Linked DNA regions of Mus musculus: regions 2 and 3 are each linked to region 1. Evidence: chromatin contacts called from public Hi-C data. All regions are on one chromosome and are shown on one strand. The core of a region is the stretch at or near the end of the contact, and the rest is flanking DNA. Distances in the headings are between cores, read along the strand shown. Region 1 overlaps Psd3 (pleckstrin and Sec7 domain containing 3). Region 2 has its middle 55 kb from the start of Nat1. Region 3 has its middle 47 kb from the start of Nat3.

Region 1 (4,220 bases), core at 1,104-3,603:
TTCTCTTGATTAGAGTTCGCAGCCGTCTTACCAGTCTCTCATCATGTGGAACTTCTCACCAATACTGAAAGGCCACAGAAGACCAGTATGCTCGGATCTAAACGTGTTGAGGATTTCTAGTTGAGTTGTTTTCACCATTATTATGTTTTCAAAATATCAGCTAATTACCAAAAAGAGAGTCTATGGACTAGACTGAGAATCCAGCCTTCAGCTGTGGAATGTTTTTACAGAAAAAATGTCATGGTTTGAAATTTTTTAATTTTAGAATGACATTTAGAATGCAGTGCCACTGACTATCATATTGGCCACTGTGTAAATTTTAGTAGGAATGAATTTGCAAGAGTGTTAGAGTTTAATTATGCACCAGTCAAGTTCATTCAATTCTGTGACCTGTGAAAATGAAACCTTTTCTATTCCTCTATCTGCTTCTTCACTTCTGTTTATTTATATTTGTTTTCCCCTGTTTGAGAACAGGTTAACATGAATAAAATATGGCACAGTCATCTCTGGAGTCAGTGGGCTCATTTTGTGGTCTTATAGGAGCTATCTAATAGATTAATCATTAATTATTAATCAGTGCTTTCCTTTGTGAGCTTTTACACTGTGGAAGAAGGAAGACAGGTGAATATCATTTAAGGAAGGGGCTCCCTCCCTCCCTCCTCCCCTCCCTCCCTCCCTCCCTTTCTTCCTTCCTTCCATGCCTTGGAGAGGATAATAAGAATGAAGAAAGTGATTGAAAGCCCAATGGATCTCTGCACTCCATGCATTAACTTATTTCCTCCTATGACAGCCAAGTTAAAATGAAAATTAAATATTTGTGTTTTGACAGAGTTCAATGTGTCTTACTTTCTCAAAATTAAAAATAAACACATAGTGTTCTAATCATATTTTGGTAGAATTTATACTTTGGGAATTTCTCAAACTTAGAGTGTATTTAGACTCTTAAAATCTTTGAAGACCCAAACAGACTTTTTTAAAATTTGTTTTGTGTGTGTGTGTTTTACTACATACTACATTATGGGTTGAATCTAATGAAACTTTAATGTCATCATTTGATCATTAAAGACCACTAAATGAAAAACATAGTTTTTATAATCATGAATTATACTTTACATTCTGAGAAAATTTATTGGAAATAGTGGCATTTACATTTTTGTGGTTCCTTTTACTATTGAACTAATAGAGGATAGCTAGATTTTTGTGTTTGCTTTTACACTTAATCTGTTGCAATATGTCAAAAGTTATATAGCGCCAAATTCCTTAGTGACCACTTGTGAGAGACTGTGAGTGAAACAGTAAATGCTTTTAGTATTAGAACAGTACAGGTTAGAGCTTATTAAAGCCTGGGACAATGACCCCAGCACTCAAAACTCATATAGTACTTGATGTCTTTTACCACATTCAGTGGCAATATAGTACAGGAAAGGTGCAGAAAACCCCACCAAGATCGTGTCTTTCCTTAATGTTGGATTTTCCTTTTATTTTCTTAATGGTTTTTGAGACAGGGTTTCTATGTGTAACACTGGCTATACTGGAACTTACTCTGTAGAACAGGATGGCCTCGAACTCTGCCTGCCTCTACCTACCAGATGGTGGGATTTAAAAGAGGTGTGTGTCACCACCATGTGGTTGGATTATCAACCTCTTAAATCTGTGATTGTAGTTTCTGAAAGAAGATACTTATATTGCAGACGCCTGCTTTTAAAAAAATGTGTCTATTTTGAGATTATAATTTAATTATATTCACCCCTTCACTTTCCTTCCTTCAAATCCTCACATACTTCCCCCCACTCCCCTTCAAATCCATGGCCTCTTTTTAAATGATTTGTTTCTGTGTGCATATAAGTATTTATATTACTAGTGAATCATTATGTTACTTTATACCTGTGATAGGGGAAATAGGACCTGGGAGCTCCACAGAGAAGGGCAGGGAGGTAAATACAGAAGAAAGCTGGAAGCAGTAAGGCAGAACAGTGGGATCCAAGGGGTCTCATGGGGGAACTGGTGAGGGAACCGCCTAGGGAAGGGAGGGGGGTAAGCACAGGAGCAGGAGGAAGGGGATAGATAGCAACATCGATAACTCAAAAGGCAGACATCATTATTTCTTTAGAAAACACCGTGGCACATAATTAAGTCTATACTTAAGTATATATAGTTTTAAGGAACTTTCTCATCTAGGCTAATAGTACACCCTGAAAAGCTAAAGGAAAAAACCCAGTACCAGACATGAGAAGTCCTCTTTGAATTTTTGGCCAGGGTGCTTTGAAATTGCAATGGCTTCTGCTTTGCCCTCCAGTGGTGCATCTAAAAAGATGGACACCTGAGGGCAGCATAACCTAATTCCACTTCCATGAGCGGCAAACAAGCAAAACCAGAGCTTTATAGCAGTGCTACTTCACCGAAGTAATTACCAAGTCAGTAGTATACTTTTCCTCGTTTGTTGTAACATGTTGGCGGAGGTGGAATTGTGTGGGAGGGTATGCCGGCTGTGTTCTAATAGCTCAAGATTTATGAGGCTGGGTTGTACCCGTAGACAATGAGAGCTGTTAGTTTCTCCGAAAGCACACTTTCCACAAAGCTCCAGTTCTTAACACTATTAAACTTAATTCCATGGTCATTCTACTTAATTCTTCAACCCCTAACTTGGAATCTACTCTGTGGTCCACTTTCATGGGCTCTACTGGTCCCTCTAGATCAGAGAATACTAGATTATAGTTGAAACTTGATAGAAGGCTCCATAGTTTTTGTCAGGAGCAGTATGCTTTTTTTTGCTAAGTTTTTGTTTTGTTTTGTTTGTTTAGTTAGAGCTTGCGTTAGCATTGTGAGCAAAAGTCTCTGTTTCCCACATTTTCATGCATTATAGCACAAGTTTGTAGCTCTTTTTCTAATGGAGTAGAGGAAAATCTATGAAGTAAGGGAAAACCTGAAATTGCTATTAGATCTTCTAGGATTTTTCATCTATTTCAATGCTAACTTATGTTAGACTACAGGTGAGCAAAATAGTAATTACAGGCAAAAATTCATCTCGTGTATGTGTGTGTGTAAAGTTTTATTGGGACACATTCACAGCTACTTTTAAAATCTTTACATAGTGATGACAGTGTTGAGCAGTTGTTATTGAGAACATATGGCCTGCAAAGCCTGAAATATTAGCTGCCTGGTTCTTTATAGAAATTTTTAGAATTTGTGTGTTTAAGATTTCTGTAAGGGAAAGGATCAATAAGATAAAAAGCCAACCAACAGATTGGGAAAAGAACTTTACCAATCCTAAATCTGATAGGGGGCTAATATCCAATAGATACAGAGAACTCAAGAAGTTAGACTACAGAAAACCAAATAACCCTATTAAAAATGGGGTTCAGAGCTAAACAAAGAATTCTCAAAATGGAGGAATACCAAATGGCTGAGAAGCACCTGAAAAAATGTTCAACATCCTTAATCATCAGGGAAATGCAAATCAAGACAACCCTGAGATTCCACCTCACACCAGTCAGAATGGCTAAGATCAAAAATTCAGGTGACAGCAGTTGCTGGCGAGGATGTGGAGAAAGAAGAACACTCCTCCATTGCTGGTGGGATTGCAAGCTGGTACAACCACTCAGGAAATCAGATTGGTGGTTCCTCAGAAAACTGGACATAGTACTACTGGAAGATCCAGCAATTCCTCTTCTGGGAATATACCCAGAAGATGCTCCAACTTGTAATAAGGACACATGCTTCACTATGTTCATAGCAGCCTTATTTATAATAGCCAGAAGCTGGAAAGAACCCAGATGTCCCTCAACAGAGGAATGAATACAGAAAATGTAGTACATTTGCACAATGAAGTACTATGCAGCCATTGAAAACAATGAATTTACGAAATTCTTGGGCAAATGGATAGATCTGGAGGATATCATCCTAAGTGAGGTAATCCAATCACAAAAGAACACACATGCTATGCACTCTCTGATAAGTGGATATTAGCCCAGAAGCTCAGAATACCCATGATATATTTGCAAAACACATGAAACTCAAGAAGAATGAAGACGAAAGTGTGGATACTTCGACCCTTCTTAGAAAATGGGAACAAAATACCCATGGAAGAAGTTTCAGAGACAAAGTTCAGAGCAGAGACTGAAGGAATGACCATCCAGAGACTGCCCCACTTGGGGATCCATCCCATAAACAACCACCAAACCCAGACACTACTACAAATGCCAACAAGAGCTTGCTGACAG
Region 2 (4,220 bases), core at 1,102-3,601, 460 kb after region 1:
CACAGTTGCAAAAATTAACTGCTCCTTCTTCCATCTAAGAAAAGCAATGCACATTCTGGAGATACTCGTTGCCTGGCAACAAATGCATACTTCCTTCTCCTTAGACAACTTCCAAAAAAACTGCTAGGAAGAAAATTGGCCAATAAAATAAATCTGGTGGTTCTTAGTGTGGGAGGAGAGCAAATTCACAAAATGTGCATGTGGGGTGTGTGTGTGTGTGTGTGTGTGTGTGTGTGTGTGCGTGTGCTTGTAGGTGCATATGTGCTCATGAGGTGGGTAGATAAGAAAGCATAGAAAGACAGAATAGAGCACAGTAATACAGTGCCGTATTGATTAATTTGTTCAGTAATGTTTGTGTATGTGTGTGGACTGTATGAAACTACCCAGTCATGGCTAAGGTTTTCTGCTTCAGAGAAAAACAGTGTTCATTATCTTCTCAAACCACTGACTGCTAAGCTGTGTGATGATTTCAATGGTGAAGAAAGAGTACAAAGATGAAGAAAAATATTGCCCTTTCTGATTTTTGTTATTCTTTTTGTTCAGAAAACTAAGACTTGAAAAACATCAACATCTTTGTCCATTATCTGTTGCTATGGTGAGACTGTGAAATTGCTAATGAAAAAATGGGGTTTATCTTGGCTCTCAGGTATAGGTGTCGGGAAGTTCATGGTTGAGTTCCAGTCCTTTCTCATTTTCTGTCATGAGCTTAGCACTATGTCAGCTCAGAAATATCAGAAATAGGCAGAATATCAGAAATCAGGCAGGACATGTGGAAAGACAGATATGTTACAGAAGAAGGAGGAGGCATCAACCTCACTTTGCAGCAAACCACCACTCTGTCACCGCTTAGCCCAGTCTTGTGGAAACTATATTGCTCTTTTTATAAAGGAGCAGCCATTATAATCTAAGTACCTTTGAAAGAGCCCGACACTGATTCACTATGGAATTATACATCAACGTGAGCATCTATTGGAGCAAGACATCTTAAATTTATAGAAGTACTAATACTAATAACTAATAATTAGAGAGACTTTTGTTTCTTGTTCTTACACAAAGAGGACTTCAGCTTTTTAAACACAGAGGACACATGTCTTCACTCCTCTTGCTTCACTTTTGTCCTGGAGTGAATGAGATTTCTTTAACCATGTTCCATAAGCACTTCTTTTTATGAAGGTAAAATGTACATAACAAAAACTGATGTTCTAACTTTTTTTTTTAAGCTTGAGAATTTATCAGACACAGAGGGTAACTAGAGCAAATTTACAAAATGGCTATTAGGTTACCTTCAATCTAAGAAGAAGGTGCCATTTTTCCTGCAAGCAATATATAAATAGTTAACAGAATTACCTTCCCATTTAGTCAGTTCTGGAAGATGAAAAGAGAACATCTCAAAGGGGTTTTGTGTAATTCAGGAAAGGACTTACTTGGGTGAAGTATAGCTAACAAAATTAGGGTTATCAGAACATCTGCTTAACAGGGAGGGTAATTTTCAAACTATTAGCTGAAGTTTGAGGGGGCCACAAATTTAATTACCTGAAGTCTGGCCTTTGGTATCCCTTTTGAAGAGCCATAAGAGGCTCTTGGATGGCTCACAGCTCCAAATCAGGTTGTCTTACATATCACCTTATGCCTTTTATGGAAACTAGAGACACAGAAACCCAGATAATATTCCCTGGAATTTACAGCCATTGGGATATTTAACAAAGCCTAATAAGGCCACTTCCTGTCTGACTTTATTTCTGTTGACATGACAGATACCATGACAAGAAGCAACACAAGGAAGGGAAGCATTTATTTGGCTTACAATTTCAGGTCACAGTCCATTACTTCAGGGAAGTCAAGGCTGGAATGCAGTCAGTCACATCACAGCCACAGTTGAGGGCAAGGAGTGTGCAGGATTGCTTGTTCTCAGCCACTTCCTCCCTCTTATATTGTCCAGGACTCCTTGCTTTGGTAATTTTGACACTTGCAGTGGGCTGGGTCTTCTTACATCAATTAAAAATCAAGGCAATATGTCATAGACATACCGTGGTAGTTTGAATCTAACTGGCTCTTATAGGCCCAATAGGGAGTAACACTATTAGGAGATACAGCCTTGTTGGAGGAAGTATGTCACTGTGGGGGTCTGCTACTATAGGGTTGTAGGCCCACTCCACTCCATCATTGGGCACGGCCACTTGGGAAGGCAGAATGGGGGGAGTTTGACTGCCCTTATCCTGTGCCACTACCCTAGTGGTGGTGTGTGCTGGGCTGTACAGAAGCTCAGAAATACTGCTCCAGAAGGGGGAAAGTGCAGTCTGAGATGTGGGAAAGCTGGAAGTGGTTTGTGGGGTCCCTGGACTTGTGATGAGGTCAGGGTCTTGCGGTTCTCAGGGTCTTGAGCATCCAGGCACTGCTGGGACTCACAGAAGAGCAGAGAGCAGAGTCAGGGCCTGCAGGCTGGAGACAGCGTCTAGCCAGAGCCACAGGGTAAAGGGATGCACGGCTCTCTCTCATGGGGTGATTGTCTTTAGTTTGGCTGTGGTTATGGCTGGAAACACAGAGGGACCTTCTACAGGAGAGTAGGCTGTGCCTCTGTACAGGAAGACCTTTTTCATGGCTCCCCATTGTGGATCTTGGTATAAAGAGACATTCTAAGGTTTATTGTCATGGTGGAAAATGGATGCATAAACCATACCCCGTTTCTCATGGTAGGCCTGAGATTAAATACCTTTGTAGGGAGGAATGTCTGGGATGGGAAGCTTATTGGCGAGGCCCCCAGGCCTCTAGATACCTCATAAGCTTGGAGAACTCTGTTTCGGGACTATGTGAGAAGCATGGCACATGATCCAACTCAGGAGGGTGGCAGGGAGCAGAGTCACCTCAGCCTCAGGCGCATGACCACTGAGTCTCTGCGTCTGGACCTGCTCTCCCTTCCCAGACTTTCTGGCATGGTTTTATGCCCACAGGTTTTGAGGTCTCAGATACGCTAAGCCACATCCAGTGGGAAAATCTCTCCTTGCTCCCTTTGGATCAAGATGTAGAACTCTTGGCTCCTTCTCCAGCACCACATCTGCCGGCAAACCGCCATGCTTCCTGCCATGATGATAATAGACTAAACCTCTGAAACGGTAAACAAGCCAGTCACAATTAATGTTTTCCTTTATAAGAGTTGCCATTGGAGTGACTGCTGTGCTGGTGAGTGTGGGGGATAACCAATGGGGGGAGGGGACTCCCCATTCTCAGAGGAGAATGGGAAGGGGAAATGAGAGAGGAACTTCGAGAGTTGGAGGGGAAGAGGGGCTGATATTGGGATGTAAAGTTAAGTAATTAATGCAAAGAAAGAGTTGCCTTAGTCATGGTGTCTCTTCTCAGTAATGAAACCCTAAGACACATGCTCACAGGTCAAACTAATCTAGATAATTCCTAGTTAAGGCTTTCTTCTGAAATGAGTTTTATGTTGTCAGCTAAAACTAACTAGCATGCTTCCAAGTGGTGTGAAGCTGGTCTTCTGGATCGACTGCCTGTAGCTCTTTTAGATCATCAGGTTTTTTCAGATAAACTGGGTCAAGATAATTCTGATTTTGAGGCTTGGAGGAATTTTGTTCAAGGCTAGTTGGCTTTGTCTTAGACTTTAAGGCATAATCAGGGCCCAGGATTTCTGAATCAGGGACCCTATCAGAAGTTAAAAATGGCCTCTCAGGCTGGAGATATGGCTCAGCAGTTAAGAGCACAGATGGCTCTATCATTAGCGACTGAGACCTGTGTCCCAACACCCACATGGTCACAACCCTCTGTAACTCCAGGTCCAGGGTATCTTATAACCTCCACAGTCAGCAGGCATGGATGTGGTGATGTGGGTATATGCATGCAGGCAAAACACTCCTAGTCATAAAATAAAATAAATATTTTTTTTAGAAATGGCTTCCCATAGATAAGTTTGTAGGAATTTAGTTGTTGCTCAGATGTAGGTACTGTTCATACTCATAAGGCTGATGGTTATGAGGTCCCCTGGGAGAGTTTAGTTGAAGTCTCTTTAGAGTTAATTCAACCCATCCAATTTCCCTGAGGAAATGGGTCCTCCAGGCTGAGTGTAAGTGGTGTAGCACTAGAAAGACTCAATCTTTTGAGCTGGGAGTGCCAGGGGATGCCCATCTATTACCCTGTCTAAGTTCCACTGTGACGTGGCCTCTTCCTCCTCTTCCTCCTCTTCAGCCATTTACAATACAACCATTTCTATT
Region 3 (4,220 bases), core at 1,069-3,568, 330 kb after region 1:
AAGAATGGACATACTGAGTTCCAGATAAGGAGCAAGAAGATGAAGGAGGCAGGGGCTTCTTTCAAAGTTATTTCGAATAAATTGTGTACTTCATTTTTTAAAAATCCCATCCTTTGTGTTAGTTTTGTTGATAAGCAATTTCTACAAGTAACTTGGAATAGAAAAAGAAATTTTAGTGAAGTTTCACAGCCCTTTGAAACTGTCACTACAATTTGGCCTTTAAAATAGACTATACACTTTAGAGAAAATTTAGATTGACAGATAAAGTTGGTGGAAAGTCCAGATAAGCTCTATCTTCCCAGATAAGCACGTGCTGAGCCTTCCCTCTGCCAGCACCGCACCAGCATGCCACATGCTCTCCAGTCGGCAAATCTGTATTAGCAGATCAGCATCTTTCAAGACCAGCCTTTACAGAGGGGTTACTTTGGGTGCCTTAATATATTTTGTGAGTTTTACAGACCATCACTGATGTGCACCCAGCATTATTGCCAAATACCACGTGGCTGCACTGTTTCAAAAGATCCACGGTGTGACTATTTACCCTCCCTTTCCTCTAAACCCTGTCAGTCAGCGACCTTTTCCATTACTCAGTACTTTGCCTTTGCCTGAAGGTCATATATTCACATCTACACAGTATACAGACTGGCTTCTTTCTGTTAGGAACAGTCAGTAATTTTCCTGTATATCTTTACAAAGCCTGATATAATTTCCTCTTGGCATTGGACAATAATCACCTTCATTCCACCACAGTGGTTCATTCAGCGGCTAGAGGATATCTTGACTGCTTCTGTGTCTTAGCAATTATAAACAAAAGTAGTATAGCACCTGTCTAAGGACTTTATATGGGAATTACACTTAAATTAATAAATGGCAAGAAACAAAATTTTTTTGAGTTTCAATGTAAGACACCTTTAGTGTTATGGTATACTGCCACATTGTCTTCCAAAGTCGATACATCACTTTTTGTTGATGTCAGCGCTGAGTAAGCGTTCCTGGTGCTACACATCTCACCAAGATTCAGTGTTGTCACTGTGCTGAATAATGACTTTTAAAATCACATAGTGATATTAGATTGCTGTTTTAATTTTTACTTTACCGTGTGTGTCACCTTTTCATATATTTAATTTCTATCTATTTAACTTTTTTGATGGATTTTTCGACTGAACATCTATGGATTCAAATTTGAACAATTCTGTGAAATTGAAAATTAGGTCCTTTATGTTCTTATTATTGGGTTTTAAGAGTTCTTTGTGTGCATTAGTATGTGCACATACAACTGAATGCATACTTATGTTTATTTTATATGGATGAGTCCAAATGAGCTTTAATTATTGAATTTAACATAATTTGACATAGCTTAAAGTTATATGTGAAAGCAATCTGAGTCAAGTGTTTGTCTCAATCAGACAGGCCTGCAGGAGTGTCTGTAGGGGCCTGGTTTGATTTTTAGCTGATATAGAAGGGTCCAGGCTACTGAGTATAGCATCATTTCCTAGACCAGTTGTCTTGAGCTATTTAAGAAAGCCAGCTAAGCAGAAGTCTATCTGTATGCTAGCAATTAATGTTCCCTCATCATTTCTGCTTCAAGATTTTGCTTGAATTCCTGTTCTGACTTTCTTAAATCATGGACTGTAATCTGTAAATTGAAATATATCACCCTTCCTTTGCTTAATTGATTTTGATTAGAGGGAAGAAACTAGCCTCGATGTAGCCCAGGCTGGCCTTGAACTTGTGTGTAGCTAAGGATGACCTTGAACTTCAGATCCTCCTGTCCTACCTCCAAGTGAGAATCTGCTACCATACCAAGTTTGTGGGTGATGGTTATCAAGCCCAAAGGTTTTTGCATGCTAGGCAAACTCTTTACAAACTATGATACATCCCAGCCCCAGTTCTTGGATAACTTTATGGATAAATGTTCTTTTCAATGTCTTTCACAAATATTTTGTCCTAATGTATCACTTGGCTTTTAATTCTTTCAGAGTAGAAAAGAATAATTTTACTGAAATCATGTATTTTTTCTTTTTATGGATTGTGGCTTCAGAAATGCAACTTTAAAATTGCATTTTGGAATATAAACACACTACATTTTTTTAAGAATAGGAAAAATAAAGTGTTCTTATATCGAAATGGAACTAAAGTAGAATTCAGTGATGAATATTTGGGCAAAAAACATCTAAATAGTTCAACATACTTCTATATTATACCAGGGCTATGTATGTCTTACTGAAACTATACCCTGAGACCTTTAAAGAGGGCTATGGAGCTATAAGGGAGGGCCCTTTGTAGAGTTACCTAACATCAGGGAAAACAGCCTCTTAATCTACTGTGGTGCAATGCTGATGAAAGGTCTGATGTCCTGGCAATCTGAAACTGCAGGCAACAGTTAGAAGCAATGAAGCATTCGATAAGAGCAAGAGTTGCTACGGAAACATAGATCGATCTTAACTGTCTAAGAGTAAGAACTACAAACAAGTAAACCCAGACATTTCTATTTCAGAGTAGAATTTTTTTGAATGGAATGTTCACACCTAACACTATGCATATTAAAATTACATATCAAAAGCACTCAGTTGGTAGTCTAAAAAATTCTCAAGGAAGCAAATGGAATTCGTCTACAAAAGAAAATAAAGGAAACTCAACTTCAAGGTCTTGGTGAATTAAGACATTGATAAGCCACAAATTCAGTACAATTGCTTCCACTTGAGAATTATTTTTTAAATTTTGTTTTATGTGTATGAGTGTTTTCCTACATGTATATCTACATGGCACAAATATGCTTGATGTCAACTGATGCCAGGAGTCAGAGCTCATGGAACTGGGGTTACAAAGCCATGTGGGTGCTAGAACTTAAACTCAGGTCCTCTGCAAAGACAGTCAGAACTTTCAACTACTAAGCCATCCATGCAGCCCCATAAGAATCCTTTTAATGGATCCCTTAAGCTTTGTTTTAGTTAAAATCCATTAAAATGCAGCATGGCCCATTATTCTTTTGACTCTTTAAAGCTGTCCCTTTAGGGCAGGTGGTAGCTGAAAACTTCAATGTTTGTAGAAGGATTTTTATGCTAGATAGAAACAAATGTAAAATATTTTCTGAATTAAGACTCATGTTTAAGCTCTCTGGAGTATGACCTCTCCTATGCCCCAGAATCTTTAATGATCCCTCTCCAGAAGCCCTGATGTTTTTGCTAAAGTCTCCTAAAAATGGGTTGTGATGGAAAATGAGCCAGACAATAGCATTTTTTAATTTCATGGAAGAAAGTCTTGAAAACTAGCATTTTTAGTTTAAGATAAAGAGCATTCACTGTTTAAAATCCCAGATGAAAGCCTGTTGCATGTTGGCAGGTATGAGTAAGTATGTGAGTATACGTGCGTGTGTGTATATGTGTGTGTGTGTGAGAGAGAGAGAGCGTACACATGCAAATGAGGCTGATCATGACAGTATCTTTGTTGTGAGATAACTTTTGTTAACTTATAACGTGTTCCCCACTCCACTCCGGACGGCTGGCTGGGCGGGAGCTTTGCAGATAGTGTAGTGTGTGTTTCCTGAGACTGCTTTCTCCATTTCGCCAACAACCTGGCTGCCTGACTGTTTCTAGCTGACTTCATCTGTGACTTGATCAATTGTCTCTGGTTTATGAGATAAGAAGTCATGCTTTGCCCCTGAGCAGATGGCTTAGTTAGGAAGAGAGCTTGCTGTTTAAGCAGGAGAGCCTCAGCTTAAATCCCTAGCACCTTTCTAAAGAGCTGGGCTAGGGTGAGCCTGTTCATAACCCAGTGCTGCTGGCATCAAGCACAGGGATATCTGGGCTTGGGGCCCATAGGCTTAAGTTCAGGTTCAAAAAGAATCTTGTGTCAAGGAATAAAATGAAGAGTGGAAGAGCAGAATACCTGATATCCTTCTCTAGCATCTAATTGTTTGTACATGGGGATTCATCAGTCCCCATATGTGCATGCACATCACATGTGTACACACACATACAAATGTTCATGCATATACATACATGCATGTACACACATGTGCACGTGCACACACATATACACACAACAAGCACACACACATACACACACACATGAACATGTGCATGCACATATGCAAGTACACACACACACACACACACACACACACACACACACACACATTCTAGCTCTATGCCTTAACACCAACTCAACTCTAATAGCACAAATCATGTAAATTCCCATGAAACTTCTGATGTTAAGAT

What was found. A called contact is a pair of places that touch in the nucleus more often than the background predicts.
Region 2: a Hi-C map of the G1E-ER4 cell line shows a contact between it and region 1, with 9 times the contacts expected there. The contact joins two enhancer-like sites. A contact is called at or near these places in 4 of 39 promoter capture datasets (the 3T3-L1 cell line, HPC-7-derived erythroid cells, embryonic stem cells and 1 more), 9 of 15 datasets of contacts at CTCF or cohesin (the G1E-ER4 cell line, the NIH/3T3 cell line, embryonic stem cells and 5 more), 216 of 484 Hi-C or Micro-C datasets (the 3T3-L1 cell line, 3T3-L1-derived adipocytes, the AML12 cell line and 112 more), 25 of 115 datasets of contacts at active chromatin or transcription factors (the NIH/3T3 cell line, PVALB interneurons, acute myeloid leukemia and 17 more) and 4 of 9 other capture datasets (adipose tissue, embryonic stem cells, liver and 1 more).
Region 3: a contact with region 1 is called in a Hi-C map of the G1E-ER4 cell line, with 6 times the contacts expected there. The contact joins two enhancer-like sites. A contact is called at or near these places in 3 of 484 Hi-C or Micro-C datasets (the G1E-ER4 cell line and nephron progenitors).

Annotation. Positions count from the first base shown.
Region 1 is chr8:67,894,709-67,898,928 of GRCm38.p6, reverse strand. The region is part of intron 8 of Psd3 (pleckstrin and Sec7 domain containing 3); the gene reads left to right. Among named protein-coding and RNA genes, the nearest start is that of Gm32888, 33 kb to the right of the region's middle. Within about 2 kb of position 2,353, at least 5 of the 459 cell types and tissues checked have an H3K27ac peak or open chromatin away from gene starts, as enhancers often do. A contact at or near this core is called in the G1E-ER4 cell line, where this site is marked.
Region 2 is chr8:67,434,287-67,438,506 of GRCm38.p6, reverse strand. No RefSeq gene overlaps it. Among named protein-coding and RNA genes, the nearest start is that of Nat1, 55 kb to the left of the region's middle. Within about 2 kb of position 2,351, at least 3 of the 459 cell types and tissues checked have an H3K27ac peak or open chromatin away from gene starts, as enhancers often do. A contact at or near this core is called in the G1E-ER4 cell line, where this site is marked.
Region 3 is chr8:67,568,694-67,572,913 of GRCm38.p6, reverse strand. No RefSeq gene overlaps it. Among named protein-coding and RNA genes, the nearest start is that of Nat3, 47 kb to the right of the region's middle. Within about 2 kb of position 2,318, at least 13 of the 459 cell types and tissues checked have an H3K27ac peak or open chromatin away from gene starts, as enhancers often do. A contact at or near this core is called in the G1E-ER4 cell line, where this site is marked.